Regions from separate parts of the Pan troglodytes genome. Here region 2 is linked to region 1. The links are chromatin contacts, called in public Hi-C maps. All regions are on one chromosome and are shown on one strand. Each heading gives the region's core, a stretch centred on a gene start, on an enhancer-like site or on the middle of the called end of the contact. The rest is flanking DNA. Distances are from core to core; before and after follow the strand shown. Region 1 holds the start of PADI3 (peptidyl arginine deiminase 3). Region 2 holds the start of PADI2 (peptidyl arginine deiminase 2).

What was found. A called contact is a pair of places that touch in the nucleus more often than the background predicts.
Region 2: a contact with region 1 is called in a Hi-C map of stem cell-derived neural progenitor cells, with 4 times the contacts expected there. The contact joins the promoter of PADI2 here to the promoter of PADI3 in region 1. A contact is called at or near these places in 5 of 7 Hi-C or Micro-C datasets (blood, induced pluripotent stem cells, a lymphoblastoid cell line and 1 more) and 1 of 1 other capture datasets (stem cell-derived neural stem cells).

Annotation. Positions count from the first base shown.
Region 1 is chr1:213,960,727-213,967,715 of NHGRI_mPanTro3-v2.0_pri, reverse strand. It overlaps PADI3 (peptidyl arginine deiminase 3), which reads left to right and starts at 2,575. Exons shown (of 16, transcript XM_524563.7): 1 at 2,575-2,743. The coding sequence starts at 2,652.
Region 2 is chr1:214,090,424-214,097,412 of NHGRI_mPanTro3-v2.0_pri, reverse strand. PADI2 (peptidyl arginine deiminase 2) reads right to left here and starts at 3,254. Exons shown (of 16, transcript XM_513113.9): 1 at 2,312-3,254. The coding sequence starts at 2,403.

The sequences.
Region 1 (6,989 bases), core at 1,326-3,825:
TATCACAGCTCATTATAGCCTTGAATTCTTGTGCTCAAGTGATCCTCCCACCTCAGCCTCCTGAGGAGCTAGGAATACAGGCACAGGCCACCATGCCCAGCTAATTGCTGATTTATTTTTTACGGAGCTGGGGTTTTGCTATGTTACCCAGGCTGGTCTCAAACTCCTGGGCTCAAGCGATCCTCCCATCTTGGCCTCCCAAAGTGCTGGGATTACAGGTGTGAGCTACTGTGCCTGGCCCAATTCCCTTCCATTTTTGTGTCTGAAGCTTCTAAGTTACCTGGCTTCAGTGGTCTGATTTTGGATGCCTGAAATCATCACCCTCTCATCCTACACATTTGCTGCTGCCTCAAATTACACCCTTTGATACTCACTCACTTTATTTTAGCTTTTGTTGTGGAGTAAGAGGGCAAAAAGCTGCTGCCTATTAGTCATTGACACTTTAGTCTGAATTAACCACAAACCTGTTTCTAAAAGTTGGTATTAACAGAGGAGAAGTGAAGGCATGAGTCTCCTTCCAAAGACATATACAGTTCTCCGAGAAAGAGGCAGGTAGTGGGCCAGCACCCCAGGGAAAGCCCCTACTTTCTGCATCTATTCCCCATCTGTGCTCACAAGAAGGCTAGGGAGACTAAGGCTTCCTCCTGAGCTCGAACTCTTACCCAGGGCTCCCAAGGCTGACTCAGCCATCAAGCCATTCCACAGCTGAAAAAAGTGAAGCTGTCCCTTGACCCAGAAGTCCAGCAGTTCTCCTTGAAAAGAACATCTTTCCCAAAAACTGAGACATGGGAATGACAATCTCAGGGTCCTGTTGAGGCCCTTGAACTGGTGCAGATGTCCCAGCTGGAGATGCTGGGGAGCGGGTCCTGGTCCCCATCCTGTCTCAGGCTGTCAGCACTGCCAGGGAGAAGGGAGGAAACCTCTATTCAGCACCTCCTGAGCCTCCGCCAGGCAGGGTGCGTCTTCACTATTATCTCCCCCAGGGCCAGTGATTAGCTGCATTTTCTACAGATGAGGAAACCGAGTCTCCAAGAGGGGGGACACTGACACCCAAGGCCCTATTGTGGGTGCACGGTGGAGCCTGCCTCTGAACCCAAGACTTCTCTCCCTAGAGCCCTTGCTCCTGCTCTTCCAGGAGCCTGAATGCCCCTCTGACTTCAGTTTCCCACCTGACGACTGAGCTTTCCTACTCTGACATGCCAAGCTCCCCCTGGCTGGAGAGAGTTCTCACCCCCATCATTTACCGCTTTCAGAGGTTTTTGGGACCTAATAACAGCAACAATAGTAATACAATAACGCCAAGCTCCATACCAGAGCTCTACCAACGCTGGCCCCTGAGGCCTCACAGCAACCATTTTTCAGACGAGAAAAGTGAGGCACGAACAATTAAGAAACTTGCCCGGCCGGGCATGGTGGCTCACGCCTGTAATCCCAGTACTTTGGGAGGCCAAGTCGGGTGGATCAAGAGGTCAGGAGATCGAGACCATCCTGACTAACACGGTGAAACCCCGCCTCTATTAAAAATACAAATAATTAGCCGGGAGCCGTGGCAGGTGCCTGTAGTCCCAGCTACTCGGGAGGCTGAGGCAGAAGAATGGCATGAACCCGGGAAGTGGAGCTTGCAGTGAGCCGAGATCGCGCCACTGCACTCTAGCCTGGGTGACAGAGCGAAACTCTGTCTCAAAAAAAAAAAAAAAAAAGAAACTTGCCCAAGGTCGCCCATCCAGGAAGCAGCTGAGGCAGGGCTGAAACCCAGGTCTCGCTCTAAAATCCATTAAAAAAAAAAAAAAAAAGTTGGTGTTTCTCAAAGGGCACCAAAATGCTTTGGGGGTGCTTATTAAAAAATCCAGAGGGCCGGGTGCTGTGGCTCATGCCTGTAATCCCAGCACTTTGGGAGGCCGAGGCAGGCGGATCACCTGAGGTCTGGAGTTCAAGACCAGCCTGACCAACATGGAAAAACCCCGTCTCTACTAAAAATACAAAATTAGCCGGGAGTGGTGGCACACGCCTATAATCCCAGCTACTCGGGAGGCTGAGGCAGGAGAATTGCTTGAACCTGGGAGGCGAAGGTTGCCGTGAGCCGAGATCGCACCATTGCATTCCAGCCTGGGCAACAAGAGTGAAACTCCGTCTCAAAAAAAAAAAAAAAAAAAAAAAAAAAAAAAAAATCCAGAGGCCAGGCTGCACCCCTAACTGCTGGATCAGAGTGGACAACAGACCTGGGAATCCGCATTTTCACCAGCTTCCCCAGCAGAGTAAGAAAGCTCCCCATTATAGTCTCTGAAAATGCAGAAAATGGAGGTGAGGAAGCAAGAAGCGTCCGAGATCAATATCATATATCTCTGCACCCCCTCAACAGCACCTGCCCCCAACAGTTCCTGGTGCCTACCCAGGTACCTGTGGGGACTTGCTTTCCAAGAAATTAACTTCCTGGGTGCCGGGGTCGGGACAACAGGTTCGTATACAAATACTGGGTCCCTTCCAGCCAATCCTGAGCTCTCAGCTCTGGGAAGGGGCTGGGCTTTCATGACTGGAGCCAATGAATTGGCACCCTGGGCTGGAGGGGTGGGGCCAGGGGCTTTTAAACCTCATCCTAAGGGGCCTCAGGGGCAGTGTTGGGGTTGGCGGCCACAGCTAAGTCCAACACCAGCATGTCGCTGCAGAGAATCGTGCGTGTGTCCCTGGAGCATCCCACCAGCGCGGTGTGTGTGGCTGGCGTGGAGACCCTCGTGGACATTTATGGGTAAGAGTCAGAGGCCTAGTGGTTTGCAGGCCCTTGGTGCTGATGCCCTTGGACCTTCCTCCCTGCAGGCTGGGCAGGGCTTCTTCAGGGCCCACTCCCCAGCCTTGGCCTCGGAACAGCAGCCAATCAGGGAAGCTTGGGTCCTCCTCTTGGTCCACTGAGTTTCCTGAAGACCTTAGCCAGGGAATTTGAAGTTTGGGAGGCTGAGCCGGGTAGAAGAGGCTTCAGTGGCTGAGCTCCAGACCGGGGGCTTGGAGGGGGCTGGTGCCGCGAAGAGATGGCACTTTTCTATGTCCAAGGGATCCTGCAGGTTGGGCTGAGGATCTGTCTGGGGCACACAAGAATAGGAACAGGCAGATATCCCCAGCCCCATCCTGAGCCTATGAGCCTAGAAACAGAGCATGAATCATTTTTAAAAAATAAGTTAATACATAGCACTTACCATGTGCCAGGCACTATTCTAAGAGCTTCACAAGCCTCTTGAGTTAACTTTCGAACTTTAATCTTGAATTTAACCCTTACAACAACCCTGTGAGCTAGGCTTATTATTAGCATCATCTCATCAGACAAATGAGAAAACCGAGGCAGAGAGGGCAAGCCATTCGCTCAAGTCACACAGTTACTAAGTGGCAAAGCCAGGGTTTAAACCTGCTTGTGGTCTTACTCAGGAGTCTTATGGTTTTAGCTGCTCTGATACTTGGAAAATAAAGATTTCCAACCTGGTTTCCTCCAGACACTCAATGCCCATGCATTATGCTCCTACGGTGTGCCAGGTCATGCCTTTGAGGCCCATGGTAGAGGGAGGTAAGGCCTTATCTTCTCTCTCTTAGGAAGAAAAGAGGGTTAGGGTAGGGTTTTAGGAGCTGGGCTCTGGGGACCACCAGGGGGCTGGCTTCTTAGGCTTTTGGGGAGTCTCCAGGGTCCTGGCTTGGAGGTAATCAGGATACTGGGAGGGGTGGGTGCAGAACTGTGGGACAGCTCCCACCTCTCAAGTCTCCCAGCCCCCTCCTCAGGCCAGGTTTCTCAACCTCAGCACTACTGTCACGATACCTCTTTGTCATGGGGGCCACCCTGTGCACTGTAGGATGGAGAGCAGCATTCTGTGCCTCTCTTTTGCTAGATACCAGCAGCATACTCCCAAGTTGTGACAACCAAAAATGTCCCCAGACATTGCCAAATGTGCCCTGGGGTGGGAAGAAAATAGCCCACCCATTGAGAACGAGTCTCCGAGACTAAGACTCGAAAAATCAGGGCGAACTTAGTTGGGAGCAGCGATGGGGTTGATCCAGGGCATTGGATGAGAGGGGGTGAGGAGCTGGTCATGGGAGGGAACTAAGTCGGGAGCAGAGCCAGTCCAGGAAATAAATCCTGGTATTGGTGGGTGGGCAGTAGGAGGAGGAAGGGGATTCAGTGGTTCTTGAAGGAAGGGGCAGCCACAGAGGCTGTGCCACGGAGGTAATGAGGAAGGAGGGGTATCTGCCACTTGGCACCACTGCCTGCCTGCCATGGGGTGACTGGGCTGCGTGCCATGGGGTGACTCACCTGCCCCTGCTGCCTCGTGCCCGTTGGGCAGATGTGTCTCCGGTTTGACCTGCCCCAGGAAGCCTGGGCCTGGCTCCTCCCCCGCAGAGCTTCCTTAGAGGATAGAGGATGGATTGGGGCAATAAGAGATAAAGGCCATAGCTTCCTGGAGTCACCTGAGCCACACTGGAGGTTTGCAGAGAAGGCCATGGGTGGGACAGCCACAGGGTGGGGGATGGAAGCTCTGATACCTTCAAATGAGGGATTCTTGGGCCCTGGTGGCCAAACCCCCCAGGGGTGGGAGTGGAGAGCTCCTAGTTCGTTCATTCACATATTCTTCAAGTATTTCTTTTGGGTCTAGTGTGTGTACCATTCAGAGCCTTGAAGGATGAGCACAGGCTCTGGGGACACATACAGGGGAGCACAAGCAGCCCCTCCTCTCTGAGAAGCCAGCAGAGGCTGGACAATCTTCTTACAAGGGTGCCACAGAAAGGACTCCTTTCTGGAAAGGGGAGCAGGACTGAGTTAGTTCTGAGGTCCCTCCCGGCTTGGAGGTGCCGTGATGTAACAATCCTGGGTCCTCAGCCTGCGGGCCAACAAGAGAAAGGGCAGTAGATGTTGTGGCTCAGTCCTGGCTCTGCAACTTCCCGGCTCTCTGACCGTGGGAAACTCCTTTAACTTCTCTGAGTCTCTGTTTCCTCACCTGTTGCCTGGGGATGATAATAATATCAGCAATGGCACTGAATGCCACTCCCCAGCAGTGCCTGTAAGCGCTTTCCATATGTTAACTAATTCTCACAAAATTCTCAAGTGGGCACTGTCATCATCGTCATTTTATAGATAAGAAAACAAAGGCACAGAGAGGTTAAACAACTTGTCCAAGGTCACATGGCCAGTGAGTGGCAGAGCCAGGATGTAACTCAGTTTGGCCTTACTTCAAAGGGCAGTTAGGGGCATTGAATGAGATTGTGTGTGCAAAGCATGTAACTAATACTGATTTGTGGTGAACATTCAGTTATGTTAACTGTCACCATTATCATCATCATCAGTTTAAGGCTTTGTCCTGGGCCTGTGGACAGCCTCAAGCATCCCCAAACCTGCCATATGCAGGATGTCTGGGGAACAGTCTCTGGACCGTATTGGGAGAAGGAGTTGAGAAAAGCGAAATTTACATCTGACTCATGGCTGAGTCAGGGCAGGCTTCCTGGAGGAGGGGCACCAATCAGACCCTTGAAGGATGAGGACAAGCAAGTCCGTTGGGCCTCTCTATCTGTGGCAGTGGATTCAACTTTATCTTCTTGCCTTTCCATGAATTGGAGATGACCCAGGCATGGTATGGGGGCTTTTCTTTCTTGAGCAGTGAGTCTTAGGATGGGGAAAGGGAAGGAAGGGTACCCTGGTGCACTGAGCCATGCACTGGGCATCTGGTGGCTGATTAACTCCTCCCTGCAACTGGAGGCAGGCTCAGCGGGATGGTGGTCTGACAAGTGCTATCCCACAGGGCTGTAGGGCTTGAACCCAGATCCCATCAAGTTCCACAGCCCAGGTGGTTTGCTTGGTTCCACACAGCTCTTTCTCAAGGCTCAGGCATCAGCACAAACCTTAGCACAAAGTCTTGGTGCAGGAAGAAAGCTGCTTTCTTTTCTTCTTTTTTTTTTTTTTTTTTGTTGAAGACAGGGTCTCACTCTGTTGCCCAGGCTGGAATACAGTGGTGCAATCTTGGCTTACTGCAGCCTGGACCTCCCCAGGATCAAGCTATCCTCCCGCCTCAGCCTCCGAGTAGCTGGGACTACAGGCGTGCACCACCATCCCTGACTAATTTTTGCATGTTTTGTAGAGATGGGGTTTTGCCATGTTGCCCAGGCTGGTCTTGAACTCCTGGGCTCAAGTGATCTGCCTGCCTGAGCCTCCCAAAGTGTTGGGATTACAGGTGAGAGCCACCGTGTCTGGCCCAGTTTCATTCTTAATGGGCAAAATCAAAATCCCAGGATGACCTCTGGTGGGGAGGGCCATCCTCAGGGCCTCTGTCATTGGCCCAGTGGTAAGAACAGACTGGACCCATTCCCACTGGGCTTTCCCATAACATGTGGAGATGCTTCCTGGAGTCTGTTGGGTTGTGGCTGCTCATGTGGCTGAGGGGCCCGCGAAGCTGGTCACCTTTGGGATTCATCACAGGTGGGCTTGGAGAGCAGTCCCCAGGCTGGTTCAGTGAGACATCTCTGGGGTCTTACACACCACTTCATTTTTTAGTTGGGGAAACTGAGGCCCGGAGTGTGAAATGACTTGCTCAGGGTTACATAGTGAGTTAGGGACAGAGCTAAAACTAGAAACTAGGTCTTCCAATTCAAACGAAGGATCTCTGACTATTGGTGAAGAAGAAACTGAGTCACAGAGGTGCTGAGACTCGCCTGGATTGGAGGTCCTGGTGGGGCTTGTGGCGCCTCTGTGCTGGCAGACTTGGCTCTAAGGGCCCCAGAGCTCCAGGTGTTCTCAGATGCACGGCTGTGTAAGCCCTGCAGTCAGAAGGTCCTGGAAGGGTCAGGTCCCGTCTGCATGGCTGCAGAGGGGCCCAACGCACACAGCAGCCTAGAGGGCAGCTGAGTCTGTTCTCCAAGACACCTCGAAGAGGGGGCAACCTTGACCTGAGCGGGTGCACAGCTCTCGCACCTCAGAATGACCTCAAGTAACAGCACATGGAAAAGACAGAAGGCAGGGAGCCCATCAC
Region 2 (6,989 bases), core at 2,005-4,504, 130 kb before region 1:
CTGCTGGCACTGTCTGGCGACATTTTTGGTTGTCACAATTTGGGGGTTGCTACTGGCATCTAGGGGACAGAGGTCAGGGATGCCACTAAACATCCCACTACAACAAAGAAATATCGAGCCCAAAATGCAATAGTGCGAGATTGAGAAACTCTGCACTAGACCTGTTCTGTCTCGGACAGTGGCCACCAGCACGGTGGCCAGTGAGCACCTGAGATGCACTCAATCTACGCTGAGATGTGCTGAAGTGTAAAATGTGCACTGGATTACAAAGACTTAGCATGAAAAAAGGAAGGTAAACCATTTCCTTAATAATTTTTATATTGATTGCATGTTGAAATGATAATATTCTAAAATATTGGGTTAAACAAAATATATTATTAAAATTATGCCTGTTGTTTTAACTTTAAAAAATGTGGACTACTAGAAGATTTAAAATGCAATTGTGGTTTTGTTGTGGTTCAAACTGGACTTTTCTGGACAGTACTGGTCTAGAACGCACTGCCCCTCTCTGTGGTGGTGGAGAACCTTAAGTGCCGGTGGGGGTGAGGGTCTTTGTGGTCGTTGAGACAGGACAAGGGGAATCGTCACACTGCTGCCCCCTGCTAGAGGGAGGCTGAGTCCATATCTGCCCCACTCCCTGCCCCTACCCCAGCTGGGCCTCTCTTTGCCAGGATAGAGCCATAGCAGGGCGCCTGAGCAGGAACCCTCCTTTGCTCCCCACCCCCGACTGGGAGGATCATGCCAGCTTTTCAGGCGGCACCAACCATGCCCCAGCAAATAAACAGGTGGGTATGGTGACAGCTGAGGCTTAGAGACCTGAGCACTCTGGCTCCGCGCCCACTCCCTAGCGGCGACCAGTTCAGGGCTGGGGGTGGGGAAGGCAGGGGAGCTCTTCCACCCCACCAGAGCCTGGACCACCCTCCACTGCTGTGTTCTTGTTCTCAGAGACCACCCAGTCCACCTCTGAGGTTTACATGGGGGACAACTGAAGCCCAGGCCCAGGGGAAGGCAGAGGTTGAGGCCAGGGACAGAGGCATGGAGTGGGTCCCTAGTCCTGGGGCTTGTTGGTATCAGCGTGGCCAGTGCCTCTGCACTGGTGGCAGGAGACTGGTTGGGCAGGTGGGAGGGCTGCCAGGGCTGTGTGGGGAGACACATGATGGGTTGGTGGGGGCCTGGGAGAGGCAGGGTGCTCCAGGTGTCAGGATGATTTGAGAGCCATAAACCACGATGGTGCCTCCGTGTGAGTTCAGCTTGAGGCAGAGAGGACAGGGGACTTATCCGGTGTCAGCACAGGGTCCCACCTCAGAGTCCTGCATGCTCCCTGCCCCCAGCACTGACCCCTCCAACCCTAGCAATGGGGAGGTTTTAAATGCTTGGAATAGAGGGGGCAGATCAAACCCCAGCATAACCCCACCCTTTCATTCACACCAGCCACACCTTTCCAAGGCCCCGTCCCATTACTCAGGGAGACAGATCATTGGACTTGGCTGCTTTCTGGGATTGCGGGGGGAGTGGTAGGGCCCTACCCTACCTTCAGCTGTCTCGGACATCCCGCACTCTACCAAGTTCTTGGACAGAGAGAAGGGGAGGGAGCAGAACTCTGAATCAGGATCCTTTTCCAACAAAGTACCCCGCTATACACCCCAAGTCCCCGTCGTCAGCTGGGTAGAATATTGTCCCTCTGTGGTCTCAGAATGAAGTCAGGGGAAGGTATCTGGGGACACGGAGCTCAGGGCCAGTGCCTGGGGACAAGCAACCACCAGCAGCCCCCACAGGGAGAAATCGGAGCCTGAGTAACCTCCAGGGCCAGATTCAGCCTCAGGGCAGCTCCCTTCGGGTCCTGCCCCAGTCCCCGGCAAGTCTCCGCGGAAGCTCCGCTGAACTGGGAGTGGGAAGCAGGAGAGGGGCTGGGTTGAGGTGGGTCCGAGGGGAAGTGATGTGCGGAGGGGAAGTGAAAGGGGAGAGGACGGCAGGGAAGCTGAAGGGGTGTGAGGTCCCCCGGGAGGAGAACTGGAGAGGGCCAGACGGAGGGTTACGGGTGAAAGGGAGGGTCTGTGAAAGGGGTCGTGAGGGAGCTGGGGCTGAGGCTGTGTTAGGGGGTCTGGGAGAGTCTCAGGGTTTCAGGAAGGTGGACACAAGGTTCGGGGGTTGTCAGGTTTCTGGATGAGATTCTTAGGATTTCTGGGCTCGGGGGCTCGGGATGAGGGACAACTCGGGCTGGACAAAGGCTGTCCACGTCCCCGAGTCTGAGCGCGTCTCAGGATTTCTGGGCTCGGGATCTCGGCCCGGGCATCACGGTGGGCCGGCTCACCTGTAGACATCGGTCCAGAGGTAGGTGCCCAGCACGTACACCGCCTCCACGCGGCTCCCGTACTGCAGCCGCACGGTCCGCTCGCGCAGCATCCTCCCCGCCGCAGTGCCCGCGCTCGCTGGTCCGGGGCGGCCGGGAGCACCTGCAGCAGGTGCCCCTTCTCCGGCAGCCTGCGCCCCACGGCCCCGCGCGCAGCCTTATCCAGTGGCCGGTGGGCGGGGCGGCCCGCCCCAGTCCTCTCGCAGTGGGCTGCGGGCCTGTCCGTCAAGCGTGGTCCCGCCCCTAACTCGTCCCGCCCCGCTGAGGTCGTGGCGAAGTCATCAGGGACCAGTTTTGTGCTTTCCATGGTTGGATTGTCATTCTTTCATTCGACAAACCTTCGGTGGGCGCCTAGGTGTTGGAGGGCCCTAGCTCCCCTCCGGACGCCCCAGCCCAGTGGGGCTGAAAATGCAAATGTGGGAACACAAAGAGGGTGCCCTAACCCAGCCTGGGGGCCAGGAAGCCTTCCCAGAGAAGACGATCCTGGAACCTTCTTAAAGGAGGCGTTTGCAAATTAAAGGCGAGGAGAGGGAGCTGCCTGTGCAAAGCCGGGTGCAGCCCGGTACCCCCATCCCCCAACAGTCAGATGAACCTCACCATAGAGAAAATGGGAAGCGGTGGGGATGGGGAACCCGGCAGCTGACGGAGACCAGGACGCCAAGCCAAGGCATTGGAGGGTGGGAGATGGGAGCCTGGAGTGGTTGTCTCCGCGAGCCGTGGTCGGGTGTGCTCGTGAAATGGGTCATTCTGGGCTGGGGAGGGGCAAGGAAGCCCCTGGCTGTGGCCAGAGCTGGAGAGGTGGGGACTGACCCGGCCACTGCTTAGGGACTGGGATTTTGGTGGCACCTGGTGACTGACAGGATGTGTGGGTGGAGGGAGAGGAGAGGGGTAAGGATTAGGGACCCGGTTCTGGCCTGGGCCACCAAGGGAAGGGGGGTGCCACACAGAGGTCATCGTGTGTCTCACAGAGGCTGAGATGTAGGATGACAATCAGTGCGGGCCTCGGCCAGCCCCTCCCACGTCCCAGCCCTTCCCCTGGGACCCAGTGGGAGTGCTGTTCAGACACATACATCAGCCCTGTGTGAGGAAGTGGTCTTTGGTAGGTGAGGACAGAAACTGAGGGGGGGTGGGCAGAGGCCGTGGGAGGGAAGGAGTGGGGCGGAGGGGATGTGTGTTTGGGAAGGAGTTAGGGCTGATGGAAGATGGAGCTCCAGGAAGGGGTGCCCCCAGACAAGAGGGGTGAGGCCCACAAGTGCCCAGTGCTGATATACCCAGCCCTTGGACTCCAACCTTCTCCCTGAGGCGGCCCAAATTAGGAGGTGGTGAAGAGCCCAGCTGCTTCTGAGTGGCAGGGATTTGGGAGGAATGTGAGTGGGGAAGAGGGAAGGCCCGAGTTTTAGCCAGGAGGTCATTTGTCCCCCAAAGGCACAGCTCACAGACCCAGGGAGAGGCCAGTAACTGTTTTTTTTTTTTTTTTTTTTTTTTTTGAGACAGAGTTTTCCTCTTGTTGCCCAGGCTGGAGTACAATGGCGCCATCTCAGCTCATTGCAACCTCCGCCTCCCAGGTTTAATTGATTCTCCTGCCTCAGCCTCCCAAGTAGCTGGGATTACAGGCAGGCACCACCACACCCAGCTAATTTTGTATTTTTAGTAGAGACGGGGTTTCTCCATGTTGGCCAGGCTGGTTTTGAACTCCTGATCTCAGGTGATCTACCTGCCTCGGCCTCCCAAAGTGCTAGGATTACAGGCGTGAGCCACAGCGCCCGGCCGAGGCCAGTAACTTCTGATGAACTCCAGGCACCCGGCTGAGCACATCCTCCAATCAGGAGGAATCTCTCGGGTGGCCACCTGCCAAACTGGGACAAAACTTGTATAGCTTGGAGAGACTTCGAGGTGCCCCCAGAGGTGAGCTCGTGTCTGGGCACCCCTCTGCCATGAGTGACTCTGGAGCCCTTACTGTGTGACAGATAATGGGCACCCACCAGGGTTCTCACCTTCCTGGGGCTGTAACTTTCATTTGACTCATGGGGAGACTGGGGCCAGAGTGGGGGAGGACACTGTACCCCCCACTGACGGAGACCCCGGGCAGCTCATAACAGGACACTGGGCAAGGTAGTGATAACATCAGACCGCAATACCCAGGGGAGCTGGAGTAAGAGCGGGCACTTACTGCGTTCTTTCTGTGGGTCAGGCACTGTTCCAAGCGGCTCTTTTCATGTATTAGAGTTAGATCACTGAACCCTCCCAGTAACTCCGCCACTTTACAGATGAAGAAAGTGAGCTGTGAGGAGGTGGGGGAATTGACTCTGGGTTGCAGAGCTCCTAAGAGTGGCAGAGGGAGGAGCTTGCAGGGCCACTGGGGTGGAGGCAGGGGACAAGGCCGAGTGAGGGCAGGGGCAGAATGCTGTCCATGCTTTGTAGATAAGGAAGTCGCAGTTCTAGGCCCAGCTCTGCTTTTGTGCCGCCTTGAGCCAGGTACCCTGCCATTCGGAGCCCCATTTTCTGCCTCTGTGAAGTAACTGATCCCTCAGCACGGTGTAAGGACGGTATTAAACGAGACAACAAGGTGCAGAAAATACTAGCACAGAGCCTGGCACAAGGCTCGAGAAATGAAGCCCCCTCCCCTTAAAAACCCAATTCAGACCTGGCCATCCACACTCAGGACTCCTGCCCGGGCTCAGGCCATCATGTTGGGCCCAGAGCCTGGTTGATGAGACAGGAGTTTCCTGGTGCCCAGAGGTTTAAAATAGCTGAAGTGGTCACAGCTGTTGGTGGATTCAGGGCCGGAGGTCGCAGGCATCACGGCTGCTCCCACCTCTCCCCTGGGGTCCGGAAGAGCCACAGAGCATCTCACGGTGTCTTTTGGGGACTTAGCTTAGGCCAGTTCCTGGCACTGACCCGCGCCCACCCCTCCAACAAGCGCCCCTGCCAAGCCTGTGGGCAGGGTGCCTGGGCTAGGAGGGGCTCTTCTGAGCCGTTTTCTGTTAGGTTCCTTCACTGGGTGTGGGGTCTCCGGGCCAGGCCTTGGGGGAACCAGGGAGGCCACTCAAACTTCGACAAGCCTGCTTTGAGGAAACTGACAGCTTACTGAGAGCACTATACATACAATAATTTAAAAAGAAAGAAAAAAATGCACAAGTATTACCTGGTCATTGTGGAAAAGTTAAAAAAAATATGATCACCCATGACCCTAGTACCAGAGATCAGTCTGAATCTATGAGTATGATCTGGCCGGGCTGCCCACAGGCTGCTGTGGGGCAGCACACTTCCTGAGCCCTTGCGCCATGCCAGGAGCTGTTCAGAGCCCATTCACACACACATCTCAGCCTGTTTAATCCTCACGACAGCCCTGTGAGGTGGGAGCTATTATTATCTTCCATTTGCACAGAGGCACCAACCAGCCTGCAGTGAAGAGCGTGGACTTTGGTCTTGGTGGACCTGGGGTCAAGTCTGGCTCTGCCCCTCACTAGCTGGGGGCCTCTCTGGGCCTCAGTTTCTTCTTCTATAAAGGAGATACTAGGAATTGTTATAAGGAACAAGGAATGACAAGATGATATCCAGTAAGGTACTGCACATCGTGGCCTGGCACAGACCCAAGTTCCAGTAGACGGTAGTTATTTCCTATGCGTATATAGTTATTTTAAGTTTTTGTAAACATGGGCTTCTGACTACATGCTGTTTGATAACATACTTCAAAGCTTCCACAATGTGAGAGGCTGGGCTGGCTGTGGCCAGGTCACACAGAGCATTGTAAGTCGTGGAAAAGGCTTTTGGGCTTTATCTTTATGGGGTCATGGGGGAAGCCTGGGAAGGACTTTGGAAGGCGTCAACGGCACGATGTACACTTTAGGAAAATCACTCTGGCTGCTGTAGGCAGCTAAATTTGACAGGAATTCTGGCAGGAGACCAGAGAAAGGAAGAGGTCGGCGTCTGGGCCATGGATCCCCAAAGCAATCCTTCTGTGGCCAGGGATCGCCCCAACCCCTGACTCTGCACCATGGGGACCTGCAGTCATACCCTCAAGAGCAGATCCCCATAAACCTGGCCCTGCCTGGCCCCGTCACATTCCCTTTCCCCTGGCAAAGCCCACCCTTTGGTCTCACTCCCTTGAGAAGAGTCTCTGGGATGGGGGCATTGATTCAGCCTCTGCCTCAGCTCTCGGTCCTGAGAGACATCGTGCTCAGAGGCGGGGAAGGGCTGGGGTGCTCCATTGTTCTAATAACTGCGTGAGTTCAGAATGAGGAAGTCATGTCTGTTCTGCGTGCTGCTGTGGCTGTACCCCACTCGGGGGTACATTTATATATGCAGAGAGAGAGATTTATTTTAAGAAATTGGCTCACATGGTTGTGGGGGCTGACAAGCCTGAAATTTGTAGAGCTGGCCAGTCAGAAATGGGAGAAGAATTGATGTTGCGGTCTTGAGTCTGAAATCTACAGGTTGGAAACAGCACGGTTTCTATGTTGCATTCTGGAGGCTGAATTGCCTCTTCTTTGGGAAACCTCAGTCTTTGTTCTTAAGGCCTTCAACTGATTGGATGAGGCCCACCCACATTTTGGAGTGCAATCTACTTTACTCAAAGTCTACTGATTTAAACGTTGATCACATCTGAAAAATATCTTCACAGCAACATCCAGACTGA